3 separate regions of the Sus scrofa genome follow, and regions 1 and 3 are each linked to region 2. Evidence: chromatin contacts called from public Hi-C data. All regions are on one chromosome and are shown on one strand. Each heading gives the region's core, a stretch centred on a gene start, on an enhancer-like site or on the middle of the called end of the contact. The rest is flanking DNA. Distances are from core to core; before and after follow the strand shown.

Region 1 (3,677 bases), core at 1,078-3,577, 170 kb before region 2:
TGAAACTGACTAGTATCCATGAGGATGCGGGTTCCATTCCTGGCCTTGCTCAGTGAGTTAAGGATCCTGCATGGCCGAAAGCTGCAGTGTAGGTCGCAGACGAGGTTCGGATCCTGCCTTGCTGTGGCTGTGGTGTGGGCCAGCAGCTGTATTTCCAATTCAACCTCTAGCCTGGGAACTTCCATGTGCTGCAGGTGAGGCCCTAAAAAAAATAGAAAAAAAAAAGTAATGATTTTAAAAGGATGTTATTTTATATAATTCAATTTTTAAGCTGGAGCAAACAGTGGGTACAAGTTATTAAATATTAAATAATGGAATATTGAACTATCTTAGGTGTGCACAGCTCCCCCTCAGTTGACAAAAATCTTAGCAATCTTTACAACAGCTCTTTGAGGAAGGCAGGGACATCCGTCACTACCTTCCCCCAGCAAATCCCTCTGTGACTTCAAAACTATGAAACAGGTAGAGAGGGCAGGTCTAAATATAAGAATTTTAAGCTGAATCATAGATTGCGTTAAACTAAAATGTGACAGAACCGGAGTTCCCGTCGTGGCTCAGTGGTTAACAAATCTGACTAGGAACCATGAGGTTGAGGGTTCTGTCCCTGGCCTTGCTCAGTGGGTTAGGGATCTGGCGTTGCCGTGAGCTGTGGTGTAGGTCACAGATGCAGCTCAGATCCCGTGTTGCTGTGGCTCTGGTGTAGGCCCAGCGGCTACGGCTTCGATTAGACCCCTGGCCTGGGAACCTCCATATGCCGCGGGAACAGCCCAAGAAATGGCAAAAAGACAAAAAAATAAAAAAATAAAAGAAATAAATAGATAAAATGTGACGGAACTGCCATTTATGCATGCATTGATCATCATCTATCAATGGCCAGTCCTCTGGCCATTTCTCTTGGCTGACTAGCAACTTCTAATCCACAATTGATTCAATCATTCCTAGTATTCACTTAAAAGGAACCCCACGGCCTGGTGAGAAGCGCTTGGAATCTTGGCTTACCCCTCTTGTCCGGCACATGCAATCCATAATAACCCTTTGATAACCAACCAATTTCACTGAAACATTGCCTATACCACAAAGTTGAACAGACTGGGTCCCATGTCTTCCGGTGCCCATGCACTCAGCTCTCCCGGCAATTGTTGGCCATTCCGATGAGGTCGTAGAAACCTGCTTTATCAGAGACGTAGCAAACACAAGAGAGTTTCCAGGGTTTAGCAAAAACAACAACAACAACAACAAAACACAGGCAAAGAACACAGGCTGAAATAATGAATAGGCAGCCCCAGAGGAGGAGAGAGAGAAGGGTAGCCAAGGCTTTCCCAGGGTTCATTTTGCCTCTCGAGCTGCTGGTTAGGAAAGTTAATTTTTAAATGCTTTGAGGTGATTAAGAAGCTGAGCATCGCTCTAAATGTAAATAAGTCCCGTTTCATTTCCTCGAAGTTGACTCCGATGGGGGCGCGGTCACCAGCTACTTAGCCCGCTGATAAATTGAAGATCCGTGGTCTGGTTCATAATTAACCCTGTCCCCTTAGGAAGTCCAAGGTCAGCACACTCGTTTGGAAATACAAGCGCAGCCAGAGACCTCATTGCGCTGGGAAAAGTTGGTTGATCACGGAAAGCCATACTAAGATCAGAAAGTTGGTGATGGAGAGCTGACCAAATATTTGGTAGCAGGCGGTGTCACTTCCTTCCACCAACAAATCTGCAGCGTCCTTTGCAAGAACATCCTAGCGACTGAGTTTGGGTCCTTTTTCCGATAACGAGAGTCCGATCCCTTCAACTCACAGCTTCTGGAAGGAGCCCAGGGAATTCTTTATTTCCCACTCCCTTGCCTTCTCCCTGCGTAGGCGCCATTCACTCCTCTATCTTATCGTAATAAGCCAGGTCACCGCTGAACTGAACTTAAATCACGACGGCTGGGCAGTGCCTGCTTTACGGGCCTGGATGGCCTACTTTATATTGTTTGTACTTCACAGATGCCGGGTGTGCTGGGGGAAGATTGTATAACTGCTTTACCCCGGGGACCCTCATAAAAATGAGTGGGTTGGCTCATAAAACTGTCCCACTGTGCAACACTGTAAATAGCTTCCTTAGAGGCAGGGCAAGTCCAAGGCTGCGAAACGTGCGCACCCGCGGTGCCAGAGAACAGAGCCGCCCCTCCGGGGCTTGCACCTCCGCCATCCGGCGGGGTCCCGTGTGTCCTGGGAACTGCCATGCCAATTGTGTTATCCGAGTTTTGCAATGCAACGCTGTTTCCTCACCCCGACTTCCCCCCCGTTTCCTCTTTGCCACTGTTTGCAGACACAGGAAAAGGCCCGTGGACTCACATGAGGACAAGGCCCCTGGTGGAGCTCGGTCCTGTTGACGAGCCAAGTGATGATCCGTCATCGTGGCTGTGTTTACCCGAGGGATTAAATAAATAAACAGTCTCGGTACAGCTGCTGTTTTTACTATCGGCTTTCAAGATTCGGACCGATGCTCCAGAGTAGCTAGACTCTGGCCCAGTAGATGGAGCAGAAGTGACTCGAGGGGATGTTACCTATTCAGCTGCCTATATTGTTGGTAAAACTGCCACTCTCAGCACACAGGGACATCCTGAGACATAGGAAATAACTTCTTTGGCCAGCCACTAAGAACAACCAGCAACTCAATTCATCACTGCTTTCTCCCAGAAGCACCGAGGGACAAAGAGACCCCGAGACACGGCACAGATATGGATAGAGCCGAGGAGAAGCAGCACTTTCGGGCCCTGGCCCTTCCACTGATGGGTGCAGTGAACGTGAGCTGCAAATTAACTACGAGCACACATTTCACCTTTGCTAAAGTAACTGGGCCACAGAGGGGGCCACCGAGGGGGAGTGGAGCCTAATGCTGCAGTTCTCAAGGTAGAAGCCCCATTATTACCATCCGGGAACTTGTTAGAAATGCAAATTCTCAGACTTATGAATCAGAGTCTTTAGGATTAGGGCCAGAAATGTGTGCAATAAAAAGCCCTTTAGGTCTTTTTGATGCAGCTAAAGTTTGAGAACCACTGGCCTAAACAGAGGAAGCACAGCTCAAGTCTGTCATCAAGCTGCTGGGTGCAGACCCACAGACCAGTTATTTATGTCCCTTAAAACCCAACCTCCATCTGGAAAACAGGCAGGAATAAGGGACAGTTCAGTGAATGCGTTCAGCCTTTTGAACGCTGCACACTTAGTAGAGGGCCCATTAATAGAAAATAGTAAATCTTAGGCAGCATTGCTTTTATTCTCTTGAAAGCACTAGGACTGGAACAAGGTATGTGCCCAGTACCTGAAAAGCATGTGCGAATCCACGAATAAACCACAAGATACAGATGCTCAGCCCAGGCAGAGAAGGAAAACGCTAATGCGAATGCATACCTGGACCTCTGTTTGCAGAACACAGAGGACAAAAACACACGCACTCCTTTGGGGTCCTACTTTGGGACCATCCAATGCAATTAACAAGTGGGAAGGGGAGGAAGAGAGGGAGAGGGGAAAGGAAAAGACAGGGACAGGAAAGGGCAGGAGTTGAAATTCACTGCTTTCCATGGCTCTGAGCATTTATTTCCTCCAAGTGGTCCACCCCAGAGCTGGAAGTTCCTGATGCCTTGAGGGTCTTTATCCTCTCCTCCACCCGTGTCCTTTCAACTTAAGGCCCTTTTCCTGGTGAAG
Region 2 (3,564 bases), core at 79-2,578:
GAGCGGGAAGTCCCCGGTCCAGCCCCCACCAGCCAGAATCAACTGCAGCGGTTCCATTCCACCTATATTCTCATCGTCCTGAGAACCCCAAGAAAGGCATCCCTTTCTCGGTCCCCCGCAACGCCCCCGCTCACTGGCCGGCTGGGGGAGTGGGGGGTGGTCCCGCTGCCAGGAGGTCGCCCACATTTGGGGGACGGAGAAAGCAGGGGCTTGACTAGTTCGAAACGGGCCTCCGAGGTCGCGCTTGCATAAAGGCTCGTCCCCAGTCCCTAAGCGCAGACTCGGGGAAATGGAACCCCGACTTCGACACATCGAGCACGATGGGGACCGTGGTGGCAAAGCGTCAGTGTCTGCGGTCAATCCCAAGGTTACCCAAACTCTGGCCGCAGACGGCGTGCACGGCGGCGCGAACAGCCGGGCCCGCCCCAGGAAGGCTGGGCCTGGGGAGCGCGCAGACTCCGCCCCGCGCCCGGGATTGGCGCGCGGGTCGCGGGCGGAGACCGAGTCCGCCCCGTATAAATATTCATGAGCCGGCCCGGGCGCAGCGGGGCCGGAGCGGGAAGTTGGCGAGGGGCGCTGCTCCCGCCGAGGAGGAGGAGGAGGCGGAGGTGGCGGCGGCGGCGGAGGCGGCGGCAGCGGCAACAGTGGGGCGCGGGCGCGCCGCTCAGGTGTCCGCTCCGCCTTCCGGCCTGGATTTGGCTCCGGGTGTCCAGCGAGAAGAGGACCGCCGACACCTCGCCCGACTGCTGGCCGGAGCGCGGCGCGGACTTCCACCGGAGGCGGGGCCCGTCATCCCGGCAGCGGACAGACGGACCGAAGCAGGGGACAGAGGGCGGCGGCTTCGGCGGAGGCGGGCTCCGAACCCCGGCGGCAGCCGCGCGGCCTTGGGGTCAAGCATGAGCCCCGGGACGCCGAAAAGGGGCCGCAGGGGCTGACCCAGCGCGGAGCGGCCTGGCCCAGCCATCTTGACTGCGCACCGCGGCCCGAGAGGAAACTTGCTGCGCCGCCGCCCTCGGTACCCGGCAAAGTCACCGGAGTGCGGAGAAAGCGAGCAAGGGAGAGACGATGAGCTGGGGGCCGGTCACTCTGCCCCGCAAGGGCTGACCCTGGCCGGAGTGAGCGGGGTGGACCCGCGGACCCGGGCGCCCTCCGGCAGCCACCCTCCTCTCCCGCAGCGCCGTGCGGACGCGTCCCGAGAAGGGACTAGGTTATCGGGAGAGCCCCTCCTGGGAGAGGCAGGAGAAAGCCCGGCCGGGCACCCGCTCTCCTCTCCCGCGCTCTCGAAGGATCCCCGGCGCCCCTCCGCGCGCCACCCGGAGGGCGAGGGCGCGGGGCCGAGGCGCGCAGCATGGAGTGGGGTTACCTGTTGGAAGTGACCTCGTTGCTGGCCGCCCTGGCGTTGCTGCAGCGCTCGAGCGGCGCGGCGGCCGCCTCGGCCAAGGAGCTGGCGTGCCAGGAGATCACCGTGCCGCTGTGCAAGGGCATCGGCTACAACTACACCTACATGCCCAACCAGTTCAACCACGACACGCAGGACGAGGCGGGCCTGGAGGTGCACCAATTCTGGCCGCTGGTGGAGATCCAGTGCTCGCCCGACCTCAAGTTCTTCCTGTGCAGCATGTACACACCCATCTGTCTGGAGGACTACAAGAAGCCCCTGCCTCCCTGCCGCTCGGTGTGCGAGCGCGCCAAGGCCGGCTGCGCGCCCCTCATGCGCCAGTACGGCTTCGCCTGGCCTGACCGCATGCGCTGCGACCGGCTGCCCGAGCAGGGCAACCCCGACACGCTGTGCATGGACTACAACCGCACCGACCTCACCACGGCCGCGCCCAGCCCACCGCGCCGCCCGCCGCCGCCGCCGCCGCCGCCCGAGAGCAGCCGCCCTCCGGCAGCGGCCACGGCCGCCCGCCGGGGGCCCGGCCCCCGTCCCGCGGCAGGGGCGGCGGCGGGGACGCGGCTGCGCCCCCCGCGCGCGGCGGCGGCGGCGGCGGCGGCGGTGGTGGCGGCGGGAAGGCGCGGCCCCCTGGCGGCGGCGCGGCGCCCTGCGAGCCGGGCTGCCAATGCCGCGCTCCCATGGTGAGCGTGTCCAGCGAGCGGCACCCTCTCTACAACCGCGTCAAGACCGGCCAGATCGCCAACTGCGCGCTGCCCTGCCACAACCCGTTCTTCAGCCAGGACGAGCGCGCCTTCACCGTCTTCTGGATCGGCCTGTGGTCGGTGCTCTGCTTCGTGTCCACTTTCGCCACCGTCTCCACCTTCCTCATAGACATGGAGCGCTTCAAGTACCCGGAGCGGCCCATCATCTTCCTCTCGGCCTGCTACCTCTTCGTGTCCGTCGGCTACCTGGTGCGCCTGGTGGCGGGCCACGAGAAGGTGGCGTGCAGCGGCGGTGCGGGGGCTGCGGGCGGCGCGGGCGGCGCGGGCAGCGCGGCGGCGGGAGCCGGCGCGGCGGGAGCGGGCGCGGGCGGCCCGGGAGGGCGCGGCGAGTACGAGGAGCTGGGCGCCGTGGAGCAGCACGTGCGCTATGAGACCACGGGCCCGGCGCTGTGCACCGTGGTCTTCCTGCTCGTCTACTTCTTCGGCATGGCCAGCTCCATCTGGTGGGTGATCCTGTCGCTCACGTGGTTCCTGGCGGCGGGCATGAAGTGGGGCAACGAGGCCATCGCCGGCTACTCGCAGTACTTCCACCTGGCCGCCTGGCTCGTGCCCAGCGTCAAGTCTATCGCCGTGCTGGCGCTCAGCTCGGTGGACGGCGATCCGGTGGCGGGCATCTGCTACGTGGGCAACCAGAGCCTGGACAACCTGCGCGGCTTCGTGCTGGCGCCGCTGGTCATCTACCTCTTCATCGGCACCATGTTCCTGCTGGCCGGCTTCGTGTCGCTCTTCCGCATCCGCTCGGTCATCAAGCAGCAGGGAGGCCCCACCAAGACGCACAAACTGGAGAAGCTCATGATCCGCCTGGGCCTCTTCACCGTGCTCTACACCGTGCCCGCCGCTGTCGTGGTCGCCTGTCTCTTCTACGAACAGCACAACCGCCCGCGCTGGGAGGCCACGCACAACTGCCCATGCCTGCGGGACCTGCAGCCGGACCAGGCGCGCCGGCCCGACTACGCCGTCTTCATGCTCAAGTACTTCATGTGCCTGGTGGTGGGCATCACCTCGGGCGTGTGGGTCTGGTCCGGCAAGACGCTCGAGTCGTGGCGCGCGCTGTGCACCCGCTGCTGCTGGGCCAGCAAGGGCGCGGGCGCCACGGGCGCGGGCCCGGGGGGCGGCGGCCCGGGGGGCGGTGGCCCGGGGGCTGGCGGGGGCGGGGGGCCGGGCGGCGGGGCGGGCTCCCTCTACAGCGACGTCAGCACCGGCCTGACGTGGCGATCTGGCACGGCTAGCTCCGTGTCTTATCCAAAGCAGATGCCATTGTCCCAGGTCTGAGCAGAGGGGAGGGGGCGCCCGGAGGGATGGGGCGAGGACACTCGACGGCAGAGGTTCCCACCCTATCACCGTGTTGATTGCTATTAGCATGATAATGAACTCTTAATGGTATCCATTAGCTGGGACTTAGAGGAC
Region 3 (3,362 bases), core at 104-2,603, 170 kb after region 2:
GGCACTGTTAAGACCAATAAAATAAACCACCATTACCACGTGTAGTGATCAGTCCTTTACAAACCCTAGTCCCAACCAAAAGTCATTCAAATCAATCAGAAATTCACAAGACTCTGTAATTCAGCCCCAGGCAAAGAAGAAGCGACTTAATCCAAAACTGTCAGCAAACTGCTGTGATGGTCCCGTAAAGAAATTTTAATAGCATTCAGGTGAAGCTATTTGACTGCAATCCCACACCGCGCCCCGCCCCCGCAAAAAAAAAAATTTTTTTAATTCCTTATTGTTGTTGGTATTTTGGGGGGATTAGCTTTTATGGAAATGGGGTCTGAGGCCAGCAAGTGGGATCAATTTGCGAGTTTCCGGAGAGCTGACCCAGGCACCCAGTTCTCCGGCCGCAGGTAGCGACTGCGATTCCAAACTGGGAACTCATTCCTCGGCCGTGGCCAGGGTCCCCATCCCCTTCGCCTTTCGGAGGACGGGGCGGCTCACCCTTCGGCGCGCAACTTGGCAGGCGGCTGGCTCTGCCGGACAGACGTCCAGAGCCCGGCCTGGACCCCGCCCCGGCCGGCCCTCCGGGGCGAAGACCCCGGCCCGCTCGCGGGGACCGGCCGAGAGCAACGGCCGCCGGGCGGGGCGCGGGGTGTGGGGCGCGCGGTCCGGCGGCGCGGGGCGCCGGAGGAATCCGAGAGACCCCCGCCCTCCCGCCCGCCTTACCGTCGATGTTCTCCCGATCGCTGATGTGCTGCAGGTTGCAGCCCGTGTCCTCGCGGCTCAGGTCGGCGTCGGGCCGGCAGGACTCCAGCCGCGAGTGGGCATTCCTGCGGAGCTTGGGGCTGGACGACACGCAGCACGAGGCGGTGTTCCCCATGGCGGGCGCCCGGGCCCCGGCGCGGCCCCGGGTCAGCAGCGGCGGCGGCGGCGCGGCCTCGCCATGGGCGGCCCGGCTCCCCTCGCCCGGCCCGGCGGCCTGTCCGCGGCGGAGGAGCGCCCGCGCCCGCGCGACTGCGGCCGCCCGGCCCGGCTCACCCCGCCGCCGCCATGGCGGGCGCCGCGCAGCCGCCTCCGCTTCCCGATCGGCCCGGCTCGCCGCCGGCGGCCGCAAGCGGTTCCGGTTCAAGGGGCGCGGCCGCTCGGGACGCGGGGTGGACGCGGGACGCGGAGTGGACGCCGGCGGCGGGAACGCGGGCGGCCGTGGGCGGCGAGGACGCGGCCGACACGGAGGCGCGGCCGGGAGCCCGGGCGTGGGCGGCTGCGGGGACGCTGGGCCCGCCCTACCGACCCCGCCCTCCGCGCCCTCCGCGCCCCGCCCACCCGGCTCGACCGCGCCCCGCCCACCCGGCCCCGCCCCGCCCGCTGCCCTGGAAGCGGATGCGCCGCGGAGGAGCGGGTGGCTTCTCACAGGCGCGGGCAGCGCGGCGGCGTCGCGAGGACCCCGCGCTGGGACAAGAGGTGCGTGCGGCGCTCCAGCCGCGAGGCGGGGGCTGCGGGGCTGCTCCGGGCTGAGGGGCGGGGCTTTTTTCGCTTCTCTTTCGCGCGCCGAGAGGCACTGGGTAGGATAGGCGCTCTACCCCGTCCTGAGCCGCCGGCCGTCCGCCCGGAATGCACCTCGGGCCCGGGAGGCGCCGCGCTCCCCGCGGGTTACTGTCGGGTCCGCCAGGTAGCGCCTGCTCTCCTGTCACCTGCCCACGCCCCGGGCCGTGCGTATGGGGACTTTGAGGGGTAGTCCCCGCCACCTCCTCTGCAACGCTGCACCCTCGCCTGTCCCGGGGGCAGAATAAGGCGGCAGGAACAACCCTTCTCCCCATTCCAAGTGGCAGGGAAGGCGTCCTGAGGGGAGACGCGGGGACAGAATGCTCTGTACGGAGAAACCAGGCGCAACCCATGGTCTATATGAGGAAACTGAGATCCAGAAACTCAAAGTGTTATTTACGGAGGCAGGTACCAACTGGGAAGAAAAGTAAGGGCAAGCATCAGCGCTCGAGCATCAGCGATATGTGTACATCTTGCTAAAGGCCATGTAAACATTATTTTGTCGAAATCTGAACGAGTGTAACCTTTTTTTTTCCATTGCTTTTTTTTTTTTTTTTTTTTAAGGGCCGCACCTGCAGCATATGGATGTTTCCCAGGCTAGGGGTCTAATCGATCTGTAGCTGTACTCCACAGCTTAGGGCGCGCGGGATCCTTAACCCACTGAGGGAGGGATCCGCCCCAGGTCCTCATGGATACTAGTCAGATTCGTTAACCACTGAGCCACAAAGAGAGCTCCTGTAAACCTTTTTTTTAACCTGTGCTCCCTCTCCGTCCCTTAGTAATGTTCATACATTTATTAGTCCATCTTTTAAAAAGCTCCATGCTCTGGACTGTATTATTGCCATTTGTTGGAATGTCCTTGTGAGATCCTGCTGGCCCCCTCCACCTATGTCTGTAGGGTAATGGGGGTTGATGAGCAGCCAAAGATAAGACGATTTACACCCCTGCCTTACTGGCGAGGTCAGGTCTAATCTTTACTCGTTCCTTTTTTGTATATGCTGACATGGCTGTCCCCCTCCTCAGAAGAGATGTGTTAAGTAAACTGAGAGCTAGTATATTTTTAGCACAGAGTGATTCCAAGAAGGCAGAAAATCAGAATAGAAGATGCATCTATTAGTAGTTCCCAGATATTGGTCATGAAAATATCCCCCAAGAAAGTAGGAAACCAGTGGGTCCTGTGGTTTGGGATATATCAGTACCAGGAAAGGCGAAGCCTGTGGCCCCAGTGGAGATAAAAGTTAAAGCCTGGAGGGAAATAGCCTGGAATCCAGAGGCAATAGCCTTTAAAGCCTGAGGCCTTGAGAGGGGGCATCCAAACACTGCTCACCAAATTCCTAAAACACCGGCCCATTTGGCCTGCCAGTCCTTTTATAACGCTCAGATTCTCCCTGACCAAAAGCCTAATGAGCACACCATTTGGTGTGAGACATAGGAACAGTGAGTATGGAAGGCATCTCCATTCACCCAATGGTGCCAACCCCACCCTACTCACCCAGATGCCAGGGGGCACTCAACATTTCTCTGTGTCGGACTTCAAGGGTGCATTTTCCCATACCCCCATTTCCCCCTGCATCGGACGCTCAGTACCTTCTTGCCTTTGAATGGAAGGATCTGGTCACTCTGGAGGCTGCTCAGGTAGACTTGGGCAGTGCTTCCATGGGGCTCTGGGGACGGTCCCCATGTCTTTGGAATTGTGTTAGCAAAAGAACTGAAGGAACTGAGGCTGAAAAATGAAACTTGGTTAACGTATGTTGGTGACCTATTAATAAGTAGTGAGACAAAGCAAGATTCAGATCAGAATGCTGTTAAGGCCCTAAATTTATAAAGTCTTC

Evidence for each region. A called contact is a pair of places that touch in the nucleus more often than the background predicts.
Region 1: a Hi-C map of liver shows a contact between it and region 2, with 7 times the contacts expected there. The contact joins the enhancer-like site here to the promoter of FZD8 in region 2. A contact is called at or near these places in 1 of 5 promoter capture datasets (liver), 5 of 47 Hi-C or Micro-C datasets (fetal liver, liver, retroperitoneal adipose tissue and 1 more) and 1 of 2 datasets of contacts at active chromatin or transcription factors (skeletal muscle).
Region 3: a Hi-C map of liver shows a contact between it and region 2, with 3 times the contacts expected there. The contact joins the promoter of LOC102164731 here to the promoter of FZD8 in region 2. A contact is called at or near these places in 2 of 47 Hi-C or Micro-C datasets (embryonic fibroblasts and liver).

What each region holds. Positions count from the first base shown.
Region 1 is chr10:58,267,446-58,271,122 of Sscrofa11.1, reverse strand. No RefSeq gene overlaps it. Among named protein-coding and RNA genes, the nearest start is that of FZD8, 170 kb to the right of the region's middle. Within about 2 kb of position 2,327, at least 10 of the 83 cell types and tissues checked have an H3K27ac peak or open chromatin away from gene starts, as enhancers often do. A contact at or near this core is called in fetal liver and liver, where this site is marked.
Region 2 is chr10:58,094,554-58,098,117 of Sscrofa11.1, reverse strand. It overlaps FZD8 (frizzled-8), which reads left to right and starts at 1,328. Exons shown (of 2, transcript XM_021064988.1): 1 at 1,328-1,867; 2 at 1,870-3,564. The coding sequence starts at 1,349. The coding sequence ends at 3,429. The region is part of intron 1 of LOC110255709 (a long non-coding RNA gene); the gene reads right to left.
Region 3 is chr10:57,927,107-57,930,468 of Sscrofa11.1, reverse strand. It overlaps LOC102164731 (endogenous retrovirus group V member 1 Env polyprotein-like), which reads left to right and starts at 1,353. Exons shown (of 2, transcript XM_005668194.3): 1 at 1,353-1,449. It also overlaps a transcript of CCNY not described here.